Linked DNA regions of Mus musculus: region 1 is linked to region 2. Evidence: chromatin contacts called from public Hi-C data. All regions are on one chromosome and are shown on one strand. Each heading gives the region's core, a stretch centred on a gene start, on an enhancer-like site or on the middle of the called end of the contact. The rest is flanking DNA. Distances are from core to core; before and after follow the strand shown. Region 1 overlaps H6pd (hexose-6-phosphate dehydrogenase (glucose 1-dehydrogenase)). Region 2 overlaps Ctnnbip1 (catenin beta interacting protein 1).

What was found. A called contact is a pair of places that touch in the nucleus more often than the background predicts.
Region 1: a Hi-C map of cortical neurons shows a contact between it and region 2, with 2.2 times the contacts expected there. The contact joins two enhancer-like sites. A contact is called at or near these places in 3 of 15 datasets of contacts at CTCF or cohesin (the NIH/3T3 cell line, embryonic stem cells and large pre-B cells), 7 of 484 Hi-C or Micro-C datasets (B cells, the G1E-ER4 cell line, cortical neurons and 4 more) and 1 of 115 datasets of contacts at active chromatin or transcription factors (pancreatic cancer cells).

The regions. Positions count from the first base shown.
Region 1 is chr4:149,987,851-149,990,771 of GRCm38.p6, forward strand. All of the region lies in intron 3 of H6pd (hexose-6-phosphate dehydrogenase (glucose 1-dehydrogenase)), which reads right to left. Among named protein-coding and RNA genes, the nearest start is that of H6pd, 14 kb to the right of the region's middle. Within about 2 kb of position 1,516, at least 212 of the 459 cell types and tissues checked have an H3K27ac peak or open chromatin away from gene starts, as enhancers often do. A contact at or near this core is called in cortical neurons, where this site is marked.
Region 2 is chr4:149,555,025-149,557,954 of GRCm38.p6, forward strand. All of the region lies in intron 4 of Ctnnbip1 (catenin beta interacting protein 1), which reads left to right. Among named protein-coding and RNA genes, the nearest start is that of Mir5616, 19 kb to the left of the region's middle. Within about 2 kb of position 1,262, at least 26 of the 459 cell types and tissues checked have an H3K27ac peak or open chromatin away from gene starts, as enhancers often do. A contact at or near this core is called in cortical neurons, where this site is marked.

The DNA of each region.
Region 1 (2,921 bases), core at 266-2,765, 430 kb after region 2:
ATGCCTTCCTGGACACTGCCATGTTCTTTCCTTGATGATAATGGACTAAGTCTCTGAGCCTGTAAGTCAGCCCCAATTGAATGTTATCCTTATAAGAGTTGCCTTGGTCATGGTGTCTTTTCACAGCAGTAAAACCCTAACTAAGACAGCATACACACACACACACACATATTTGGTATATATATATATATATATATATATATATATATATATATATATACCACATATATAGATATGGTATATATATGTATACATGTGTATATATGGGACATATATATATATGTGTGTGTGTATGTGTACATATATATATATTTCTATCTCAGCATTTGTTGCCCTTACAGAGAGGACCAGGGTTCTGTTCCCAACACCACATGGTGGCTCACAACCATCTGTAACTCCAGGTCCAGGGGGTGAGATACTGTCTTCTGACTACTATGGGCACCAGGCACTCATGTGGTACACAGACATACATTCAAGCAAGATACCCATACACATAAAATAAAAATAAATGTTTCTTTTTACGAGCAGTTGGCATTTCATGAGGAAAGTGTGAGTACACCTTGATGGTGTCCATTTGAAATCGGATTCAGAGGAGACCTCATGGGACACATGGTGGAGTCCCCAAAAGGTCACTGGAGGCAAGAGGTGAAGCGACGTGGCTAATTATAACTTCAGGAAGAAGCGGGCTGCTGGCTCAGCCTGGTACTCTGGACAGCAAACTCAGCTTCAGGGATGCTCAAATGTGAAAACCCATACTTGATAAAAATCAATGGGTTAGAGCAGATTTAAGCAAAGAGAGGACAATTACGGCTTTAAGAACAGATGAATTTTTGATGGAGAGAGGGCACCAGAGTCCTTAAAAGCCCGCTATCTGCTTACTATTCATTAATTTCCTAAATCCCCGAGTGGCTCTCTTCCTATTTTTATCCACCCACTCCTTCATTCTGGGGAGATTGCATGCCTGGGGGTTACTACCTGCTGACTAGAGAGTGCTTCCTTTACTTCTTCATTTCAAGCTCTGGGAGTGTGCCTGTATTTAGCACAGCCCGTGGATTTATGGGTTTTGCTCCCAACCTGATCTATAAAGAACCAGGGCTGTAGCCTGGGCCACGCGTGAAGGAGAAAGAGGCTGTGCACAGGGCTCAGCGGCTGAGCGGCAGGGTGGGCGGGGTCAGCGGTTGATCGGCAGAGTGGGTGGGACCAGAGGCTGAGCCGCTGAGTGGGCGGGACCAGAGGCTGAGTGGCAGCGCGGACTGCCAGGTGCTGGCGCTGGCTCGCTCTCACCATACTCAGTGTGCTGACTTAGTCCAAGACCTGTCAGCTGTCGGAACTGATTTGTTTTTCCTAAAGGGAGTCTCTACTGGCTTTGCACATTCTTTTCTAGGTTAAAGGTTGCAAGCTAAAATTCAGAGTGTAGAAAAGAGGAAGTGCAAGCAGTTTGGCCAACTAGAAGACCCCGTGTACTCATCTCGTAGCTGTGCGAGTCCAGGGTGGACCGTGGCTTTGCCCTCTGCTATCTTGTTTATCTAAAAGACAGAAGACTGCTCGGAACTGCTTGTTATCTTTGGCCCAGTGACTCCACTGTAGAAATATGCAAGAGGGGTAAAAGTTAATGATCCATGAATGTTCTAGAAGTAGATATTGCAAAAGCGCTAAAACACACTGAGTCACGAACTTTAAATGATAAATTTTACAGAATGTGGACTTGATCTCAAAAAAAAAATTTCAGAAAGTACTACCTAAAATAGCAAAAACTGGAAACAGCCAAAATGCCTAGTTATAGAATTTATACTGCATATTCTGTGATATAAATAGAACTGAACAAAAATATAGATCTGTTAAAAATATATTATGCAGATTGTCAATACATGGAGATATGGATGGGAGGTTTAAGAAAGCAGGAAGAGTATTGTAGACCAGTTACAGACCACACGCTAAGCCAGCATTGGTTGGAACAGGCATTTTAAGATCATCCTTTGTGAACTTGGAGGGAATCTCTATTTGTTGAGTACAACCACGGTCATTATCTAATTTAACACAGAAAATCACCCAGAGAGTGCCTAGGGCGGCTTTCACTCTTTACAAGTTGAACCAAGAGTCACTTCTCTCCAACTGAGCCAGTAACCGTCTCCCATGTTTCTGTGCTGTGGGAGACCTGGGTTCCCAGACCCAAAAATTAATTAATTAATTAATTAATTAACAAAACAAAGAGGAGAAAACAACCAAAAGTTAGCTGCAGTTCCTACCAATGTCTTCTGGGATCACTAAAAATAAGGAAGGTGAGAACCGAGGGGAGACACTGACTGCTGGCTGGCTGGCGCTCTCTCTCTCTCTCTCTCTCTCTCTCTCTCTCTCTCTCTCTCCCTCCCTCCTCTCTCTCCCTGGCTCTGGGTATGGAGCTAGCTGCAGCTACCCCAGCTCACCCTGCAGACAGCACAGCAGATGGCTTGGAAGGGACGCTGCTCTGCTGAGCAAGTGCCCAGCACCTTATGTCACATGGGCAGAAGGAAGCCAGGACAGCTGGTGTCACCTGGGAGGAGCCTGGTTGTTTGGGTCCCTTGGTGAGAGGCAGTGGGCAGCCATCCTAACCCCCAGGGGTGAACATGCCTTTCCCCAATGCCTGGATAGCACACTCCTCACCAGGGGCAGTCTCGGGGAGTGCCCCTCCCCCGCTTCCCTACTCCCATTTTCCAATCAACTCTTTGTGCAGAGGGAACTGAATTGGTAGGGAGTGTCCAGAGTACAGGGTAGTGAGGGAGGCCAACTCTGGAGAGCCTGGGCACGGAGAGGCTGAGGAACACATGGATAAAAGCTTGGGTTCAAACCCCAGAACATAGACTGCTGAACCTCTGTCATTACAGACCCGATTTCTCTGTCTGCACAGTCTTCTGGACTCATTGCTTCAATGCAGCAAGTGACCA
Region 2 (2,930 bases), core at 12-2,511:
TAAGCCACAGCAAGGAAAGACCTCCAGGGTGGACCTGGTGTGCAGAGCCAAATGCAGGGTCTTTAGTTCGCCCTTGGAGAGACAGGCCCATGTCACTCCCACACGCTGTCCTGTTCTGTTTATTTGCTTGCTTGCTTGCTTGCTTGCTTTTCTGTTGCTCAAAAGCCACTTAGGAGAGGAAGGGATTTATTTCGTCTTAGGGATCACAGGCCATTATTGAGGGCATCGAGCAGGCGCTCAAGGCAAGCCGGCTTGCTCTTCCACACAGCATTACTTCTGACCCAAGGACTCACAGCCAAGGAGGCACAGCAGAGATGTTTTCCTGGCTCATCCCCACCCCCGCTAGACTTTCTTCTGCAGCTCAGGGCACCTGCCCAGGGAGAGAAGCTTTCCGTGGTGGCCTGGCCTCCTAGATCAATTAGCAATGAAAACAGTCTCTGTCTCCACAGCAGCTCAAATCTGGGCAGTCCTTCAGTGAGGCTCCCTTCTGAGGTGACTAAGTGATATCGAGTTGACAGTAGATGTGAAGTGGTATTATGACATACTCAGACCCTTTGGTCTGGAGGTACTTATGTTTTGGGGGAGACATTGGAAAGTTAAAGTGAGGAGAATGAGCACCTCATCTAGAAAAAGAAGCTGTAAAGGGGGTGTCTGTCTGTGTCTCTGTGTATGTGTGTGTGTACATGTATGTGTGTGTCTCTGTGTGTATATCTGTGTCTGTGTGTATGTGTATGTGTGTGTCTATCTGTCTGTCTGTGTCTCTGTGTAAGTGTGTGTATGTATACATGTGTGTGTGTGTGTGTATGTGTGTGTACACGTGTGTGCACGCGTGTGGGTTGCATCTCGGCAGGGTGGAGGGTGGGATTGGGTGCAGGACCTCAAGGACCACAGCTGAATTTGACCCTACAGTTGTCCTTACACATTATTCCTAGTGAGCTAGAACAATGGGACAGGTGCTCCTTACCATACTTTGCAAATGTGTAAACTGAGGCTGCGTGAACAGGGACTTCCCTTGGATACACAGGGAGCTAGGGTCAGCCCAGGTTCCACATGCCAAGTCTTGCTCCTGGGGTACAGTGAGGCAGCTGAAGCCTGGGGAGGACCTGTGGTTGTCTCCTGTACCTTCATTAGCCGTGCTAAGAATCCACCTCTGACAGCTCTGGGTGCTGGAGCCCAGTAGGCGCCACTGAGCCTCCTGCTGCTAAGTCCTTGGTGAATCAGAGCCCACTGTTCCCATAGCAACTCAAGTGTGGTGCTACCTTGGGTAAAAAGCATCCGCTGGGAGCTTTGGGGTATCAAAGCGGAGGTGTATAGAACACCTGGCTCAGAGCCTTGGGCTGCTAAAAACAGCACATGCTGCCCAGTGGGTGTGGGTTTATGTGGAAGGCAGCCCAGCACAGGGTGAGCACCACCCTCACTCCCCTCAGAAGTTCTTTCCTTTGGTGGGCCTCTGGGACCTGCTTTTCCAAGCAGCCATTCCCCAGAGCTGGAAGCTGAGGCACTGTAGTTGAGTAGTAAGATAACAGGCACATGGTGACACTCTAGGTAATGAGCTTCCGGCATGAGGAAGTCCCAACCAGGTAGTCAGGGAAGGGCCGGAGCACCCCAAGTGGGAATCACTGGAGCCCTGGCAGCCTTTACTCCGGCATGAGCTGGTGCCTGTGTGCTGGAGATGTCTCACTGAGCCTGGAGCTCACAGGCACAGGAGGGGTGCTCCCTGGAGATATGCAAGCACTTAACCAAAGTGCCCGAAGTTGGAGATGGCTCACAGAGGGGCTTCCCTCTCTCCCCCCCAGGAGTGTGGAGTCTCTGCAGCCTCACGGTTGCAGTTCTTTAGCTTTTCATGCTTCTAGTTTTTTTAAAAAGGCATATTTTATTTGATATTTATGAATGTTTTGCCTGTGTCTGTCTGTACATATATACATGGATGTGTATATATACATGGATGTGTATACATGAATGTGTATACATACATGGATGTGTATACATGGATGTGTATATATACATGGAGGGCTGGGGCCCACAGAGGCCAGAGGGAGCCATTGGATTTCTTGGAACTAAAATTACAAATGGTTGTGAGCCACCAAGTAGATGCTAGGAACCAAACAGATGTCCTCTGCAATAGCAACAAGTGTTAACCTAACCCCTGAGGCATGCTAGACTACAGATGCACATACCACGTTCTGCTCCTTCACAAGGCTCAGGGATTTAACTTAAGTAACCATATTGCCAGCCTTCCACCTTATGTTTGAGATAGGATCTCTGACTGAGTCTGGAGTTTACCAGTTGGCTAACCTAGCTGGTGAGTGAGCCCCAAGGATGTTCATGTCTCTCTATAGCCAGCCTGAAGGTTTCAGAAGCACCCTGCTGTGCACCATGGTTACATGGGTGCTGAGGATCTGAACACACATCCTTCTTGCATAGCGAGCACTTTACCCACGGAACCACCTTCCTTTCCAGGTCCCTAATCTTGTACTTTGCCTAGCGAGGTATAAGGTTCCACAGAAGTACAAGAGCTAATGGATACCTAACCCCAGAAGGGCTGAAGCTGGAGTCCTGGGACACCTATGCCAGTAAGGGGTGCTGTGAGCGTAAGGGTGGCAAAGCCAAGGCCCCCATCGGCAGGGCTCATGTTAGCATGGAGGTTGGTCTTTGAGGTCTTATGGTATCCAGTGTGGCTGGCGCTGCTCCTATGAGTCCCCCTTTTCCACAACGCCGTCTACATAGGGCAGTGCCCATCCTGGTTTGTGGGATCTTTGGGTTTGCAAGAGACAAGTTCAAGGTCAGCCTATATTGTGAACTTGTCTTAGGTTGCAACAAAAAATAACAAGTTCCAACTTCAGGAACCCTTCTCCGAACCTCATCGTCACTGACGTGATCTGGTTTGGGCGTGAGTGCGGGCTTGAGACGGAGGCTGGCTTCCAACACTG